Linked DNA regions of Sus scrofa: region 2 is linked to region 1. A link is a contact called in public HiChIP or PLAC-seq data. All regions are on one chromosome and are shown on one strand. Each heading gives the region's core, a stretch centred on a gene start, on an enhancer-like site or on the middle of the called end of the contact. The rest is flanking DNA. Distances are from core to core; before and after follow the strand shown. Region 1 holds the start of RNF157 (RING finger protein 157). Region 2 holds the start of FOXJ1 (forkhead box protein J1).

Evidence for each region. HiChIP or PLAC-seq counts read pairs in DNA pulled down with a chosen protein or histone mark.
Region 2: a contact with region 1 is called in an H3K27ac HiChIP or PLAC-seq map of skeletal muscle. The contact joins the promoter of FOXJ1 here to the promoter of RNF157 in region 1. A contact is called at or near these places in 1 of 5 promoter capture datasets (liver), 2 of 47 Hi-C or Micro-C datasets (embryonic fibroblasts and psoas muscle) and 1 of 2 datasets of contacts at active chromatin or transcription factors (skeletal muscle).

What each region holds. Positions count from the first base shown.
Region 1 is chr12:5,224,669-5,228,024 of Sscrofa11.1, forward strand. RNF157 (RING finger protein 157) reads left to right here and starts at 1,310. Exons shown (of 19, transcript XM_003357958.4): 1 at 1,310-1,558. The coding sequence starts at 1,471.
Region 2 is chr12:5,305,923-5,309,194 of Sscrofa11.1, forward strand. It overlaps FOXJ1 (forkhead box protein J1), which reads left to right and starts at 1,448. Exons shown (of 3, transcript XM_003357959.4): 1 at 1,448-1,589; 2 at 2,133-2,792. The coding sequence starts at 2,295. It overlaps RNF157 (RING finger protein 157), which reads left to right. Exons shown (of 19, transcript XM_003357958.4): 19 at 1-275. It overlaps LOC106507954 (a long non-coding RNA gene), which reads right to left and starts at 1,386. Exons shown (of 2, transcript XR_001304381.2): 1 at 1,301-1,386; 2 at 265-887.

The DNA.
Region 1 (3,356 bases), core at 60-2,559:
GGATTGAACCTGTATCCTGTGGATACTAGTTTTTACTACTGAACCACAATGGGAACTCCATGGGAGTTGGTATCTTTGCTACTAGGTATGAAGCTGAAAAGAGGGCAATGAAAAATATGAAAGGGAGTTTCCTTTGTGGCTCAGGGGGTTAAGGACCCATTGTTGCCGATGTGAGGATGCAGGTTTGACCCCTGGCCTCGCTCAGTGGGTTAAGGATCTAGAGTTGCCTTGGCCTTGGCATAGACCTCAGCTGCAGCTCCTATTTGACCCCTAGGCCGGGAACTCAAATATGCCACAGGTGCGGCTGTTAAAAACAAGAAAAACACAGAGAATCATCAGGAAAGATGCTCTATGGATGGCTTTAAAAGCTTAATCAAGGGACCTTGACTCCCCAAACTGTACTTGGAACCCCTTGCTGAAAGGTTGCTGAAACCACGTTCTTGAAATTGAAGTTTTCGCAGATCAGTTTACTCTCTCAGGAAAAAGCCCGCCAAAACAGAAATAGCATAAAGGGTTTAAAACACAAATGTCTGCAATTAGGTTTAGAATGAGGTCTTCTGCCTGCCCAGGTGTTCCACGGTTGGTGTGCTCTGGCCCCACTCCAGTTCCCCTGCATTAACGCCCTTCTTCCCAAAGTTTCCCAAAGGTGCGGTCCGAGGGGCCTTGTCTCCTTCTCCTCTTGGGCCGATGGTCTCCCAACTTCAGGGTTACAGGAGCTGCCCAAGGGACCCGTAAACAGAACAAGCATAGAGCTCGGCGCCTTGAAAGGAACTAGGTGAGAGGGATGGCGACGTTTTCCTGGAGGGTCACCGGCACTGACCAGTCTACCCGACCCCTGGGAGCCCCTGAGGGGCTGAGGCGCTCGGGGCGGGAACCCACCCCCACTGCCCGCCTGGGAGGCGGAGGGCGCCCCTCTGCGGGTTTGTGACCATCGGCTTTGGCACATGTCGAGGGACGGGGCTGGAGAGAGCCTCCGCCAGGCGGGGAAGCCGCGTGCGCCTTTCGGATGCTGGGGACCAGGGTGCGCGAACGCCCCTCGAGGAGGCGGCTCCCGCGAGGCCGCCGGAACCGCGCCAGCGGGCTCCGGGGGCGCCGCGTCCTCGGCCCCTCCAGCCCTCGCCGCGCGCCCGGCCGCCGCTCCGCCGCGTCCCGCCGCCCATTGGCTGGCGCCGCGCGGACCCTCCCGCCCCGCCCCGCCATTGGCCGTGGCCGCCGCGGTCCCCGCGCGCGAGCCGCCGCTGACATCACGCGGCCTGAGGCGGCGGCGGCGCCCCCGGCCCAGCCCGCAGCCCCCCTCGGCACAGGCGCCGCCGCGGGGCCCGGCGGAGGATGGTGCGCGGCGCGCCGGGGGCTCCCCGCCGCCAGAGCCGCAGCGCCGAGGCCGAGCGGGCCGCGGCGGGCAGCCGACCCCCGCAGCCGGCGCGGGGCAAGCGGCCGCGGTGAGGCGCGGGCGGCGCGGGCGCAGCGGCCATGGGGGCCCTGACCAGCCGGCAGCACGCGGGCGTCGAGGAGGTGGACATCCCGTCCAATTCCGTGTACCGCTACCCGCCCAAGTCCGGTGAGCGCGGCCCGGGGCTGGGAGGAGGTCGCGAGGCTCCCGCACCGGGACGCCGGGGGGCCGGCGGGCCCAGGGGCCGACGGCGCTGCAGTGCGATCTTGGAGGGTGGGATGTCTAGCAGGAGGCCTGGAGCGGTGCTTTAGGGCCCGGGGCGGTCGCGAGGGTGGGCAGCCCCTCCGCCGGGGGACGCGGGCGGCCCGGACGCAATGCGTCCTGTGACAGAGACGTGCGCTGGGGAGACTGCGGCTCCCGAGGGGCGGGGTGCCTCGTTGCAGGCCAGGTCCCCGCCGTCCGCAGCACGGAGTCCGCTCCTTCCCGCCCGGGTCCCCGTTCCCCTCGGGGGGCTGCGGGTTGGGGGAGGCGGGCTCGGCGTCCGAAGCAGGCACCTGTGCTGGGTGCTGGCACAGGTCAGCACATCCAGGCCTCCGGTGAGGGAGGGACAGGCGCAGGTTTGAATGAGGTTTCTCCAGGGAAAGCTGCCACTGCCTGCTGGAGGGTGGAGGCCGAAAATGCCTTTTCCGTGGTGCTGATGCTTTTCGAGAGGCTGTCGGAAGAACAAGGGTGTCGAACAGAAATATTGGGGGCTCTACGTAGCAGAGTCACTCGGGTTGTTACTTGGCTGGAGGAGTGACAAGCCTGCTTTTTGGAATGAGGATGGCTCTGGGACAGGGCACAGCTATTTAAAATGTAGAGAAGGATTCTCTTTGTTTTTAGAATCATTAAAGGGATAAATGTCTCAGCCTCTGGTTTGTAGCATAAATATTGGAGCTGGGGGAGGATTTTGACAGCACAAGAGGATCACATCAAGGACTTACTGTGTCGTACAGGGAACTTGACTCAGGATTTTGTAATAACCTTTAAGGGAAAAGATTCTGGAAAAAATATATATACATATATTATTAAACTATATGTATATCTATATTATATCTATATAAAATCGAACCACTGCTGTACACCTGAAACTAACACGATATTGTAAATCAATTATACTTCAATTTAAAAGTTAAAAACATTGAAGAATAACTAAAAACAAAAAAGAGAAGAAAAGAACTAGCCAATTCCGAACTGCTGGCACATGACCTAACTCTCTGCTCTTCATTTTTCATTGCTTTTCTCAAGACTCCTGGGGACTCATGGCTCCCATCTTCTCTTTGGCTTAGGACCCAAGGAGGATTTTCATGATCTTGGAGAGAGATCAGAACTGCAGCGGTAGAATAAAGACATGCTAATGAGAGGAGCTGGTTTCTCAGCGGTGTGTCCGGTTTGTGCCAGGTGAAAGCAGGGACCAGACAATGAACCTGCCCCCTGCAGGGTGTGGGCCGGAGCTGTGTTGCTCGCTGCTTTTGTGCCAGAGAATGAATCCTTGCAGAGATGAATATGCTTTAGGACAGGCCAAGATAAAGCCATGGGTCCTTAGTGTTTTAATAAAACGCCGGTTGAATTATGACTGTATGAAACCAGTGCTCAGGAAAGCATGCGTCTTGCTTTTCCATAGACACAAGAATCTGTGGATTTTTCTTTTCTGAAATCACTGCGCTTTTATCGATCAGAATATGGAGTGTGTTTTGCTGAGCTTAGGGGTTTCAGTAAAGGTTGCCTCCTCAGAAGGGTGTGCACCACTCCTCACAGATGGGAGTAAGCACGGGTATTTCACTGGGAGGCTGGTCCCCAGAGGATATTAATACAAGTATGAATCTTGGATGATAGTAGTGAAAGGGTAACGGACCAAAACTAAAACTTTTCTTAACCAGCACTGTCACTTCAGTGCCTATGGCCGTAAATTGTCCTTTCTACTCTA
Region 2 (3,272 bases), core at 198-2,697, 81 kb after region 1:
GCACAGACCCACACACTTTAGGCCAGCTCACCTGGGGAGGAGTTCGTGTCCTGCCCACCTCAGCATGCTGGTTGCTCCCTGCTCTAGGACCTGCACACCTAGTGTGTGTAAGTGTGTGTGGACTGGTGTGCCGTCTCCGTACCCCACACTCCCTGGAGTAGGCTCCTGGGCGCGCTAGAGTGGGGACGTCAAGGATGCAATATGTATGGATTGCTGCATGATTCTTAACAACGAATAAAGCTGTTTACAAGGGAAGGAGAGCTGTTAACTGTGCAGCTGGCTTGTGAAAGTTTCTGTCCAACTTCCTCCAGCACTTTTTAATGTTTTCACTCAGGAGAAGCTGGGGTGGGGGGGCGGCAAGGAGGAGGGAAAGACGTTTTGGGGTGGGAGTTGAGGTACCATTCCCTGGGCACAGCTCCTGCTCAGAGGGCGGATAAGGAGCCCCCACCCCGCCCCCACCCCGTCTTTAAACCCGAGAACTTCCAACACTGCAGCTTGTCAATAATTGAAGAGCAGGAAAGCTGGTGACTGGAGGGAGGCTTGGGGAAGGGGAAGGGGGGGGAGGGCCACAGTCCTCTGTTAGTCCCTGTCACATAAAGGCGGGTAAAATTAACGGGGCAAAGGATCTCGGTAGGAGAGTTAGGCAAGTTCATGACTTTTCTGAGTTTCACCCGCCACCTCTGATTCCTGGGCTATCTGGAAAGGAGGGGGAGCATTTCCGAAGAAGCCTCTGGAACGTCAGCTTCCAGGCATCTTGCTGAGAACAGGGCAGAGAGTGGGGGCTTACCGGGAAACACTGGATTACCCTACCCGCACTGGGGTGACTGCGACCGGTGCTGGGGTTCTGCAGACCTGAGCAGCAGGTGGCATCGGAGAGTCAGACCTGCCTGCGGGCACCAAGAAGACGCTCAGTGTCAGGAGTGAGTGACGGGCCGCAGAAACGCGAGGAAGTGCCACTCGCAGCCCAGAGGAGAGGAAAACCCCAAGCACATGGTTCCCGAGCCTGAGCCGGCTCCCAGCTTTTGCCCCAGAGCCCGGGGCTGCTTCCCAGGAGCCGTCGTCGACACCTCGGAGCTGCTCAGACCGTAAGGGGTGGGGTGGGGTGGGGCGGGAGCGCGGGGCCCGCGACGAACCGCACGCCGAAGGGCCCGGGGCCTCGGCGGAAGCGCCGAGCCACGCGCCTCTCCGAGCCCTGCGCGGGTCCTCGGGCGGGAACGCACGGAGCCGGGACGCGGTGGCGGGTAGGGGGCTGGGTGGCGCGGGAGAGGGCGGCAGAAGGAGGGAGTTCGAAGAGAATTACCGCCAGAGAGAGTGGCAGGAGCCCGCGGTTTCCTTGGAGACACGCTGACCAATGGCAGCAGCGGAAGCTGTTTATGGGGGCGGAGCGTCGCCATGGCAGCAGTAGAAGCCTTCTGAGCGACTACTTAATACCGGTCCCGGGGCCGCTGGCGTTCAGAGAGGCGCCGTCGGGCGTGGGGGGGACGACGAGGGTTGCTGGCAGGGTCCTCGAGCTGGGGGCAGAGAGCCGCGGGGAGTGGCAGGACCTTCTTCCAGAACCTTCCTTTGGCCCGAGCTGCGCTCTGAGCCAGGTAAGGGACGGGGAGGGCTGCGGGCCGCGGGAAGAGAGGGCGTTGGTACAGGCCCGCTCTCCCATCCGTCCCCGACGGAAGTGTTGGGTCTGGGTAATGACAGCAGTGGAGTTTAGGGGACACTCACTTCCTACCCCTCTGTAACTCTTGGTCCTTGTCTCTTCCTTCCCCTTGAGCCTAATATTCCTTTTCAAAGATCAGACGACCTCCCCCGCCCCCCGCCTGGTCTCATACCGCCCTCCTGGGCTCTCTCGCCCTATTTCCACTTGTTGTGGAGGGAGGGGGGTTTAATTTCGCGCTCTCGGGGATTAGGGAATAGCCTTGGATGCCCCTACACTCTTCCCTCGTTAGGCTAATGAAGACTCCTCTAAAACATCAAAGAGGGAAAGAGACAGGTGGACCCTGTGGAGGTCGGGCCCCTGGGCACTGCTTCTGTTTCCCAGACCAGCTGCGGGATCGATTTTGGAGGCGCCTCCCGCCTCGCACGCACTCTCCCCTCCGGGGTGGGGGAAGAGGGCTCAGTTCCCGTTTTGGTCCCCGCAGACACCACATTCGACTCGGAGGAGGCGACCCCCGGGGTCGTGGGATGGAAGCGCGCTTCCGGGAGCCTGTGTAACTGGAGCCGCGGGAGTCAGCGGGCCGGAGAGCGCCACCCTCGGCTCAGCTCGTGGATGTTGACCGCCCCCTCAGAGAGTCCCCGCAGATATGGCGGAGAGCTGGCTACGCCTCTCGGGAGCAGGGGCTGCGGAGGAAGCCGGGCCGGAGGGCGGCCTAGAGGAGCCCGATGCCCTGGATGACAGCCTGACCAGCCTGCAGTGGCTGCAGGAATTCTCCATTCTCAACGCCAAGGCCCCCGCCCTGCCCTCTGGGGGCACCGACCCCCACGGCTACCACCAGGTGCCAGGCTCGGCCGCGCCGGGGTCTCCCCTGGCAGCCGACCCCGCCTGCCTGGGGCAGCCACACACGCCAGGCAAGCCCACGTCGTCGTGCACGTCCCGGAGCGCGCCCCCGGGGCTGCAGGCCCCGCCTCCCGACGACGTGGACTACGCCACCAACCCGCATGTGAAGCCGCCCTACTCCTATGCCACGCTCATCTGCATGGCCATGCAGGCCAGCAAGGCCACCAAGATCACCCTGTCGGCCATCTACAAGTGGATCACGGACAACTTCTGCTACTTCCGCCACGCTGATCCCACCTGGCAGGTAGGGGAGGCCCTCCCTCCCCCCCCCCCCCCCCCCCGTGCTCGTGCTCGCGCTTGCAAGGGCTGAACTCACATCCCAGATCCGCAGGCCAAGTAGGCGGGGTGCAGCCAGGGCCCGGAGGGAGAAAGGCCGTCGAGGAAAGACCTCCAGGGAGCCCAGTGCTTGGAACTGCCCCCTCTTTGACTTCAGAGAAGGAGGAGGGAGGGTGTTCCGAGGGCTTTAGGGGTGCCTGCCCTTGAGGTTCACGTGGAAGAACTTGTCACTCAACCAGCAGGCCCAGCCCAAAGACCAGGGATGAACTGTGGGTGGACAGGGGAGGCTGAGGGACTAAGGGGCACATTTTTGTCCCACGTCCTAGAATTCCTAGACACTACCCTGCCCAAGGCCAGTTTGTCAGAGGCCGACTGGGAGCGGAAGTCGGAGCATCATGCCTGCCAGGCGCTGCATCCTGCCTGGTTTCAGTTGGCTGGAGGGGACAGG